Regions from separate parts of the Pan troglodytes genome. Here region 2 is linked to region 1. Evidence: chromatin contacts called from public Hi-C data. All regions are on one chromosome and are shown on one strand. Each heading gives the region's core, a stretch centred on a gene start, on an enhancer-like site or on the middle of the called end of the contact. The rest is flanking DNA. Distances are from core to core; before and after follow the strand shown.

Evidence for each region. Hi-C and Micro-C count contacts between places; a contact is called where the count stands out from the background.
Region 2: a contact with region 1 is called in a Hi-C map of induced pluripotent stem cells, with 1.9 times the contacts expected there. The contact joins two enhancer-like sites. A contact is called at or near these places in 2 of 7 Hi-C or Micro-C datasets (induced pluripotent stem cells and stem cell-derived neural progenitor cells) and 1 of 1 datasets of contacts at active chromatin or transcription factors (stem cell-derived excitatory neurons).

What each region holds. Positions count from the first base shown.
Region 1 is chr6:54,823,363-54,827,828 of NHGRI_mPanTro3-v2.0_pri, reverse strand. No RefSeq gene overlaps it. Among named protein-coding and RNA genes, the nearest start is that of VWC2, 780 kb to the left of the region's middle. Within about 2 kb of position 2,513, at least 1 of the 24 cell types and tissues checked has an H3K27ac peak or open chromatin away from gene starts, as enhancers often do. A contact at or near this core is called in induced pluripotent stem cells, where this site is marked.
Region 2 is chr6:55,617,247-55,621,712 of NHGRI_mPanTro3-v2.0_pri, reverse strand. The region is part of intron 1 of VWC2 (von Willebrand factor C domain containing 2); the gene reads right to left. Among named protein-coding and RNA genes, the nearest start is that of VWC2, 16 kb to the right of the region's middle. Within about 2 kb of position 2,577, at least 2 of the 24 cell types and tissues checked have an H3K27ac peak or open chromatin away from gene starts, as enhancers often do. A contact at or near this core is called in induced pluripotent stem cells, where this site is marked.

The DNA of each region.
Region 1 (4,466 bases), core at 1,264-3,763:
AGGAACACTTTTACACTGTTGGTGGGACTGTAAACTAGTTCAACCATTGTGGAAGTCAGTGTGGAGATTCCCCAGGGATCTAGAACTAGAAATACCATTTCACCCAGCCATCCCATTACTGGGTATATACCCAAAGGATTATAAAACATGCTGCTATAAAGACACATGCACACGTATGTTTATTGTGGCACTATTCACAATAGCAATGACTTGGAACCAACCCATATGTCCAACAATGATAGACTGGATTAAGAAAATATGGCACATATACACCATGGAATACTATGCAGCCATAAAAAATGATGAGTTCATGTCCTTTGTGGGGACATGGATGAAGCTGGAAACCATCATTCTCAGCAAACTATCGCAAGGACAAAAAACCAAACACTGCATGTTCTCACTCATAGGTGGGAATTGAACAATGAGAACACATGGACACAGGAAGGGGAACATCACACACCGGGGCCTGTTGTGGAGTGGGGGGAGGGGGGAGGGATAGCATTAGGAGATATACCTAATGTTAAATGACAAGTTAATGGGTGCAGCACACCAATATGGCACATGTATACATATGTAACAAACCTGCACATTGTGCACATGTACCCTAAAACTTAAAGTGTAATAAAAAAAGAGTATGATTGAGATAACTGACTTTTATTTTTATTTTAATTTAGAAGTCATCATATACTGTTTCCTTGAACTTCCTTCAAAAGCCAATCTTCAAGAAATTAACTGATGTTTGGTGTAATAAAGAGTTCATGGCTAACTAACATTCCCAACACTCTCTATACTATATTCTTGCAAAAAAAAAAATCAAATTTATCCTAAAAAGCATTTAGAGCTCATTTATACTGTATCTAAAATTAAAAGGATAGAGGAACATGATAAATGCCCCCATGAGAAAAATTGACTAAAACTGCCTTCTTCAAGTTTACATCATGAGAAAGTACATATAAAAGCACAGAAAGAATATATTCCTGTTTAAAAAAAATTTAACAGAAAAATTCACTGGGGTGGGCCTATATACCTTCTTATTTCTAATAAAGATATTTATTTTGATGTGAAATGTGAAAACTGGTTGGATATTAGACATTAGTAAAGATTAATTGCAGTTTTGTCAGTTGTGATAATGGCATTATGGTTGTGTTAGAAAATGTCCTCATTTTTTGTAGATGAATGTTGAATTATTTAAGAGCAAAACATTATAATACATATAATCTACCTTAAAAATTTTTAGCAATAACAATAAATAAATCCAAAAGGATAAAAGAAATATACTAAAATTTTAACAACTATAAGTTGCAGGTTGTGAGTTAACAGAGCTTCAATTATACCCTTGTCTCTAATTTTATATGGGTTTAATGTTTATAATAAATAAATATTCTTTTAAAATACTCCTGAGTGTCAAAGCAGGGTAAATGGGTACTTAGAATTCTCCTAAGTACACAATGAAACCTATGTAAAGAATGCTGCAAATCATCAATAGGTAGAATTGACTCATCCATTTCTGCCTGATCAAAATTAGCTTAGGGATTTGATTATAATTGTTAAAAGTATTTACAGTTTTTGCTGTTGAAAGTAATGGCAAAAATGGCAATACCAACCTATAGTTTTAAAGGAGAGACAAAATTATGTCATTTAGAGGAGCTTGGAAAGACAGAGATAAGGCAAGTAAGGGAGTGTGGTTACATATTTCATAAAACTAATCTTCAGAAAAATTAAGTTGATCAAAAACATAATCAGCAAAGCTCAGGCCAAGGGTTCAAATGCAGGTTAACTGGCTCCAATGTTCCTGCTGCATCCTCTTCCGTGTTCCCATTTCCCTGAAAACATCATCTTTGCACAGTTTATAGTACTACATACAGTAGTGCAGTTAGAAATAAATAGATATACACAGGAGAAAATGTGTAGTCAACACCCCAATAGTGTCAATGGGTCATTAGGACAAGCCATCTGATCCTGGGAGGGATGGCTTGAATTGGCACCCCTCTGTCTCAACAGCAATGTTGAGCTGGTTGCTTTTTAGTTATAAAACATCCTGGGATTGTTTGGGATTTTCAGAATAAAATAAATAGGATAGATATCAGAAAAGTAATGATGACTGCAAATAGACATAAATCAGAATTCCTCACACAAATAGAAATGAGTTGGCAGGAATTTGGAGTGAACCCCAAAGAAGGAACAAACCTGGATAAGAGTTCCCACCCTCTCAGGGTGTCATGCAGGTCAGGTTGAAGAGAGTGTGGCTATGACCAGCTGGATGGTAGAGGGTTTCACAGAAGTGGCCCAGGCCAAAATGGCAAGCAGAAAACCAGTCATTCGGTGACCAGCAAGACTCTGGGAAGCCATCCACTTTTTTGTACTGAAAAGTGAAACTTGCTGTGAAGCCTTTACCTGGGTGAGGACAGTTGCCGCTGGGTGCAATGCAAGGAGCTGTCAGTCAGGCACCACAGGAGCAGGATGGGGGAAGCACACCAGAACCCAGAAGACAGCATCTTCCTGGGACAGTGTCTCTCCAGCACCCTCTACTGACAATGTTTAGCATTCTGCCAGCTGTTAAAGGAGAATTGTTCACAGGGTCCAGCTCCAAGTGTCCCAAAGCAGGGCAAAGGATTTAGAGCTGAAAGGCAAAACATGGATAACTGACACACATACCAAAATGACCTAAATGATACTGCTTCAATAAAGCAGGCCTACATTATCATATTCAGTGTTAAACACTTTATCTTTCTTCTACCTCTGTGTTTAGTTTGATATCCTTGCTGAATTATCTATCACCTCCACTGTTTTACAAATCCTTTGAGAACAAAACACGTGTTATCTTAATTTTTTGCAAATATGCAGACTTCTAACCACATGAATTGTACACAGTGAGAATTCAATAAATGTTCGTAACTGTGAGGTATAATAAGCTAATGCTATACACACTTTTTAGAGTTTCCAGTGCCTTTTTTCTTACCATATAAACAGAGGAAATTATATACTAAAGCAAATGTGATTTTTCACGTAAATGTGTTTTGGAAGATTTATTTTTTAATGTTTCAATCTCATCCATTTTAGGCAAAAACTTAAAAAAAATCTGTTACTCTTACTATTTTTCAAAATTATCATGAACCAAAAAATAAAGGGGTATTGTCAACGTGATAGTCTACATAAAGTCATTAGAAGCTGCGTTAAACATTTCACTAAAGGTAAAACCTTAGTCGGGTTTGTATTTTTCCATAACAGTGTCCTGCTTTGCCCAGGACACCTTGCCCCTGCCTCAGTCCTGCAGCTCTGGTCTGGGGTCTTGCTCTTGGCAGTCACTCACGCCCTCCTGCTTCCTCCTGAGAGAAAGGGTGGGGCTGGGTGAGTTGGTGTGGTACCTCTGTGTTCTGTTGTATTGAAAAGTGTTTAGTGCCCTCTGAGAAAATCCTTATAAATTTATTACCACTCCGAATTTTCTTCAAATCTTTTAGTTACTTAAGACACTGACATCTCCTTTACCTTATCAACCTATATTCTTTTTGAGGGCAAGGCCTCTGGCTGGGATATTATATAATGAAAATTTGATTTGCAAAGTTTATTATAAATGCAATTAAATAGTAATTGTTATGAAAAGTTTTCCCAATCCTAAAGAAGTGTGACACATGTATTCTCTGCCATGATTAAGCATAGTGTACTTGGTGAATATTTGGAAGGTCTATCAGAGGAATAGGACAAACGCTGGTTTTGAAATGAGTAGACTGTGGTTTTCAAGGCAAACCCAGTTCCTTTGAAGCTCAAATTATTCATTTCTAAATGATAATAATGATAATTTATCTGTCCACTTCATCAAGATTGTGTGAATATTCATATATCTAAAGAATATGAAGTTTCACTAGTGCTGCATTCCACAAATCCAGGAACTTTTAAAAAATTATAAAAGCAAGATTATTCTAGCTCCAGAGCACCAATTTTACTAATAGTGGAAAACTTAATTTAGTCTAATCTGGTACACTTTGTCTTGTTCTGTAATTCTTAACTCAAATTCAAGTATCATTATCTCAATCACTGTCCAATTCAAAACCTGCTTCTCACGGATTTCTTCCCCTTCTCAAGGGTTTCCTCTTTTACCTCTTTTAGAGATGCTTTCATATTATGGGGCTTCTGAGTTTTGTGGGGAATAAAGTGACTGTCACAAAATGAGACTCAGAGCAGCAGCACAAGTTGCATATTTGGCTGCTGTGGTCTTTACTAGATGACCAGACTGCAGTGACAGCTACAAACAAATGAGGGACTAGAGAGGTTCCCTGGCCATCATTTGAGTCAGTCTGACATCGTGACCACTGATGTCTGAGTGTGGCTTCAGATCATGTTGTGCCCCCCACCTTGCAGGTGTAGGGGACAAGTGGGCAGCAGCTTCCAGGCACAGCTGCTGGGCAATGCCTTGGTGCCTGCTCTTCAGATGACATTTCAAGCTTCTCACCTGCCGAGGAGATTCAGGA
Region 2 (4,466 bases), core at 1,328-3,827, 790 kb before region 1:
GGATGCTGATCTTGGACTCTGTGTCCCTTCTCAGTTGGTTATTAACTTTGAAGTGAAAAAAATGCATGCCATTTATATGCTATCTATCAAAGACCTAAAGCCCTAACAGTTTGCAATAGAAAAAAGTTAGAAACAATTGACCATTAAGAGAGTGGATAAACACATTGTGGTGTTAATCAGATGGAATAATAGACAGCAGTTATAAATTAATGAACAAATATGCGTGTGACAATACAGATGAATCTCAAAAACATAAACAGGAAAAAAAAGTTGCAAAAGAATATATATGGTATTATGTTGCTTCTATCAATGTCAGTCTTTGAAAACACATGTACACACAGGTGTTGCTTACAGATACAGGCTCATGAATAAAATAAGAAAATCAGTGCAGGAATATATGTAGCAACTTCACTGCACCAGCTACTTCTGAACAGAAAGGAAAGGGGACAGGATGGGATGAATGAGAGGGCAGGTTTGTTTCTATCTGTACACTTCCATTTCATTAAAAAAAAAGAGGGTTAGAAACAAGTGTGACAAAAAAGTGGCATCCAGTGATGCCTGGACAGAGTCTGCATATTATTTAGGCGTATTTGATACATTTTAAACACACATTTTTAAAATTCTCACATATGAATTTGTTCCATATCAAAGGTCATTTATGAAGTACCTGAAAAATGCCAGGAAATATTCCAAATCCCACTGATCACCTCCAACCAGTAGCCATCTGATGGAGGATTTTAGTGATGCTTTACTGGGCTGCAGCTCTTCCATAAGAAAGCAAAGACAGAGAGTGGGATAATTAGCCAATTTAAAGTTCTGTCAGGGCCTCTGGGAGCAGCTGCCAGTCATCTTTACTGTAAAGGAATAAGCACGAGCGTTGTCCCAGATCTAGAGACCCAGGTAGGCCATGAGTAGTGGGAAACTTGGTCCTGGACCTCATACCTCAGTGTGCCCTGTAGCCTCAGGCGAGCCCCTGACTGCCCGACATCACAGTACCAAGATGAGATGCACAGGAGGAATCTCATCTTGTTCCCTTCTCCCACTGAAACCCCATGAGGCTTCCCCAGGGTGGAGGCTGTGGAGTGACTCCGACATCTGGCCTCCTCCAGCCAAGCCCGAGGGAAAATGCAAAGCTGGACACAGCGCAGATGGGGATACCTCTGGCCGCCAGGACAGGAGGCTTCCAGAGCAAGGGTAGGAAGGGTGGCCAAGGAAACAGGAGGAATGACAGCATATGTGGCAACAGTACAGCAATTCTCAGGAAGAGAAGCAGCTCTAGAACTGGACTGCGCCATCCCCAGCCAGTCCCTTTTCCTTCCTGAGCTTCCATGTCCTCATGTTAAAAAGGGGAAGGAGGAAGTTACCTGTTGAACCCGCTGTGGTACCAATCCTCGCAGTCACTGCCTGGTCACAGGAGTGCAAAATCAAAGGTGTCTAGTGCAGCGTAAATGCACACAGTGGGAGAGGACAATCAAGCCCAATTCTGCCCCTGATTAACTGTGGGACCCTGAGCAAGTTATCTGAAACTTGTGCCTCAGTCTTTTTATCTGTAAAATGAGGATGGTTAAATTGCTGTTGGCAAAGTGCTTACAGCGGTGAGTGGCTCATGATGGACACTCCACAAGGATGAATTACAGTCGTCCGCTGGTATCCCTGGGGGACTGATTCTGGGAAACAACTCGGATACTAAAATTCAAGGATGCTCAGGTCCCTTCCAGGTGGCCCTGCATATGTGGCATCTGTGGATGTGGAGGGCCAAATGTGCTAGTAGTCATGGCAGAGAGAAGGACAGTATTTTGAAGTAACGCCTGTATATTTCTTTCTCACCAGTGTTTCCCTTTGGCCCTTCCACCACTGCATCTACACAAAGAGGCTAAGCCTTGGTTTTCTAGAGAGCAGACACAAGTAAGTAGAACAAGTAACTACATAATTGCTGTGCTTTTAAGAATCATGAGGGCCAGGCTTTCCAGGAAGACAGTGGCCATTATCAGTACTTCTTGAGCTTGATTTTTACAGACTGAGAGCCAAAGTCTGGAGGTTCAATCATAGAGTGGGAAGAATGAAAGAATGTATAACAAAGGAAGGCGAAGCATCTTCTTGTCTGGAAAGAAGGACCCAAGGGAGGAGGATGGAATGAGGGCAAAGCCAAGGGGTCAGATGCCACCACCCTGGCTTGAGTCAGCCTGGAGCTGGTGGAGGGGGCACTCAGAAAAATGGCCGTAGGTTTGGGAGATAACTCCTGAAAAGCTGAGTCACTTCCCAGAAGTGATCAGATTCCTGACTGCCCAAAAGGCTGGGATATCCCAACAGAGACAGAAACTTTAACAAGAACAACTGTTTTCAGCCATCAGCAAATATCGGGAGCCATGGAAGGAAAAGCAATGTTCTAAAGTAAGAGGACTTCCCTGTCTGCACATACCACTTTTGTTGTATTCATTTTGACCCTGTTACATGATTATTTGGATGACCTCAGATTAAGAAGTTAGTGAAAGGCATGAATGACAAAGCAGTCTCTCCGCGTAGCCCAGGACAAGCAGCCTCCCCAAATCATTGTCACAGTTCTGTCACCAGATGGCGAAAGTGCCTTTTCTAGCTGCCCAATTTATGAAAACCTGTTTCCAGCTCACACCCTTAGGGTGCATGTAGAGGCAAGTCACGAAGTCCCTTCCATTTATACAGTGTAGTCTTACTAGCTTCTGATAACCTGTAACTGTGTGATTTCAGAGCTGGAGGAAAATGCTGAAGTGATTCCTTTCAACTCTGCTTTTTATGGAGTGAAAACACACCCACAGGTCTGGTGACTTCTTGAGGCAGGTCTCTGCCTGAACTGAAGTCTGGTCATACCACAGGGCCAGTGATAGAAAATCTTCATTAATAAGTACTCAGAATCCACAGGCATCCTGGAGCGCAAGTGGCTCTGCCTGCACCTGTCAGCCCTCCTCACCACCTATAAGAAACCTGGAAAATGATGTCTTCCTTTCAGCAGTCACCTGGAACTAAACTTCGCCCCCGTCCTTGTTCAGGTTTCTTCCCTGAAACTGTCTTATCAAACTAGCACAGGACATGGCCAAATTCTCCCTCCAAACTTGACAAGCAGAAGGGCCCTTGCCACCTGGGGACTCTGGCCCTGCAGCCTGAGTCCCCGACCCCCTGAGGGCTGGCAGGTGCCCTGCCATGTGATGTCCCTTCATCAATCCAGGCAGGCACAGAAAGGCTCCCCACCTAGCTCCCTGCCCCTCTCTACTTTCTCCCTCAAAAAGAGAGCTAATTCTAATGTGAAGTGAAGTTGATCCACAAGCTACCGTCCAGCCTCCACCACAAGGATTATAGCAACAGAAACTAAGGACAGAGAGACGCTGCTGCCTGTGTCATTCAGAAAAGCATTTTTTTTCTGTTCTCTTTGTCTTTCCACTGTCTGAGAACAGATTTGCACACAAAGGGATTTAATTAATAACTGTCCCCAGAAGCTATCAGTTTCTGAGTCTCAGTAAGAAGACAACTCCACGTACCACACAATAGATTAAGAATACAGCAGCCTGACAATCTGAGGCAATATAGCTTTCTTCTCGGGCACCACAGACAACTTTTCCTTCTTTATGGCTTTAGCTTCAGGCAAGACCCTTGTCTACTAACATCTTTTAAATCCTCTCCTGAATAATTCCCTCACATTAATACAGATCAACAGGAACTTGCTAGGTCAATTATGCGGGGGAAAAACTAGTGGCAGGGTTTACACTACCTATTTACTTGGTTGCAAACAGCAGAACAGCTAGGAGGAGAATGAGAAAGACCTCCTTCTTTGCTGATGGTTCAGATCTGATGGGCAGTCTGGAATCTGCCAGCTTGCCTAACAGATACACAGTCAGAAAGGATGCAGCCAAACGTGCTGGCCGCCTGCACCCCCGCCTCTGCAAGGAGCCAAGGGGCTGTAGGGCCACCCGGAGCACCAGGGCCAGTGCAGGGAGCGGCTTCTCACTTCCCACCTGGGAAGCATGGGTGACGCTGAAATCTTTGTAGAATTATTTCGTAGATAATTGGCTCATTTATAGATTTCTAAATTAAGCCCATAAGAGAAAGAAAGTAATGTCAACTGCATCTGACCACCTGTTTGGGGAGAGAAGAAGGTTCTCTGACAAATTTTGAAAGATATTCTCTTCTTTAAAAACATTGGAAGATCAAAACCCTTTTGTTTTAGAATTAAAGAGTTACAGCTAAGTAATCCTTGGGAGAAAAACAGAGAGCTTAATTTTTACTTAATATATAAATGACTAAAATAATGTCTTCCTAAGAATAGACTTTTAAAAGACAAGTGTGACATGGGGATTAGTTCTCTCAGGGATGACAAATTCAAATTTCTTCAGGGACCAGTCAAGTAAGAAAATGAGGCCACGAACTAAGTGTGTAATAAGGAGTGGTGGGGACTGTGGCCAATGGGGGGAAATGTTAATACAATGAAACCACTATGC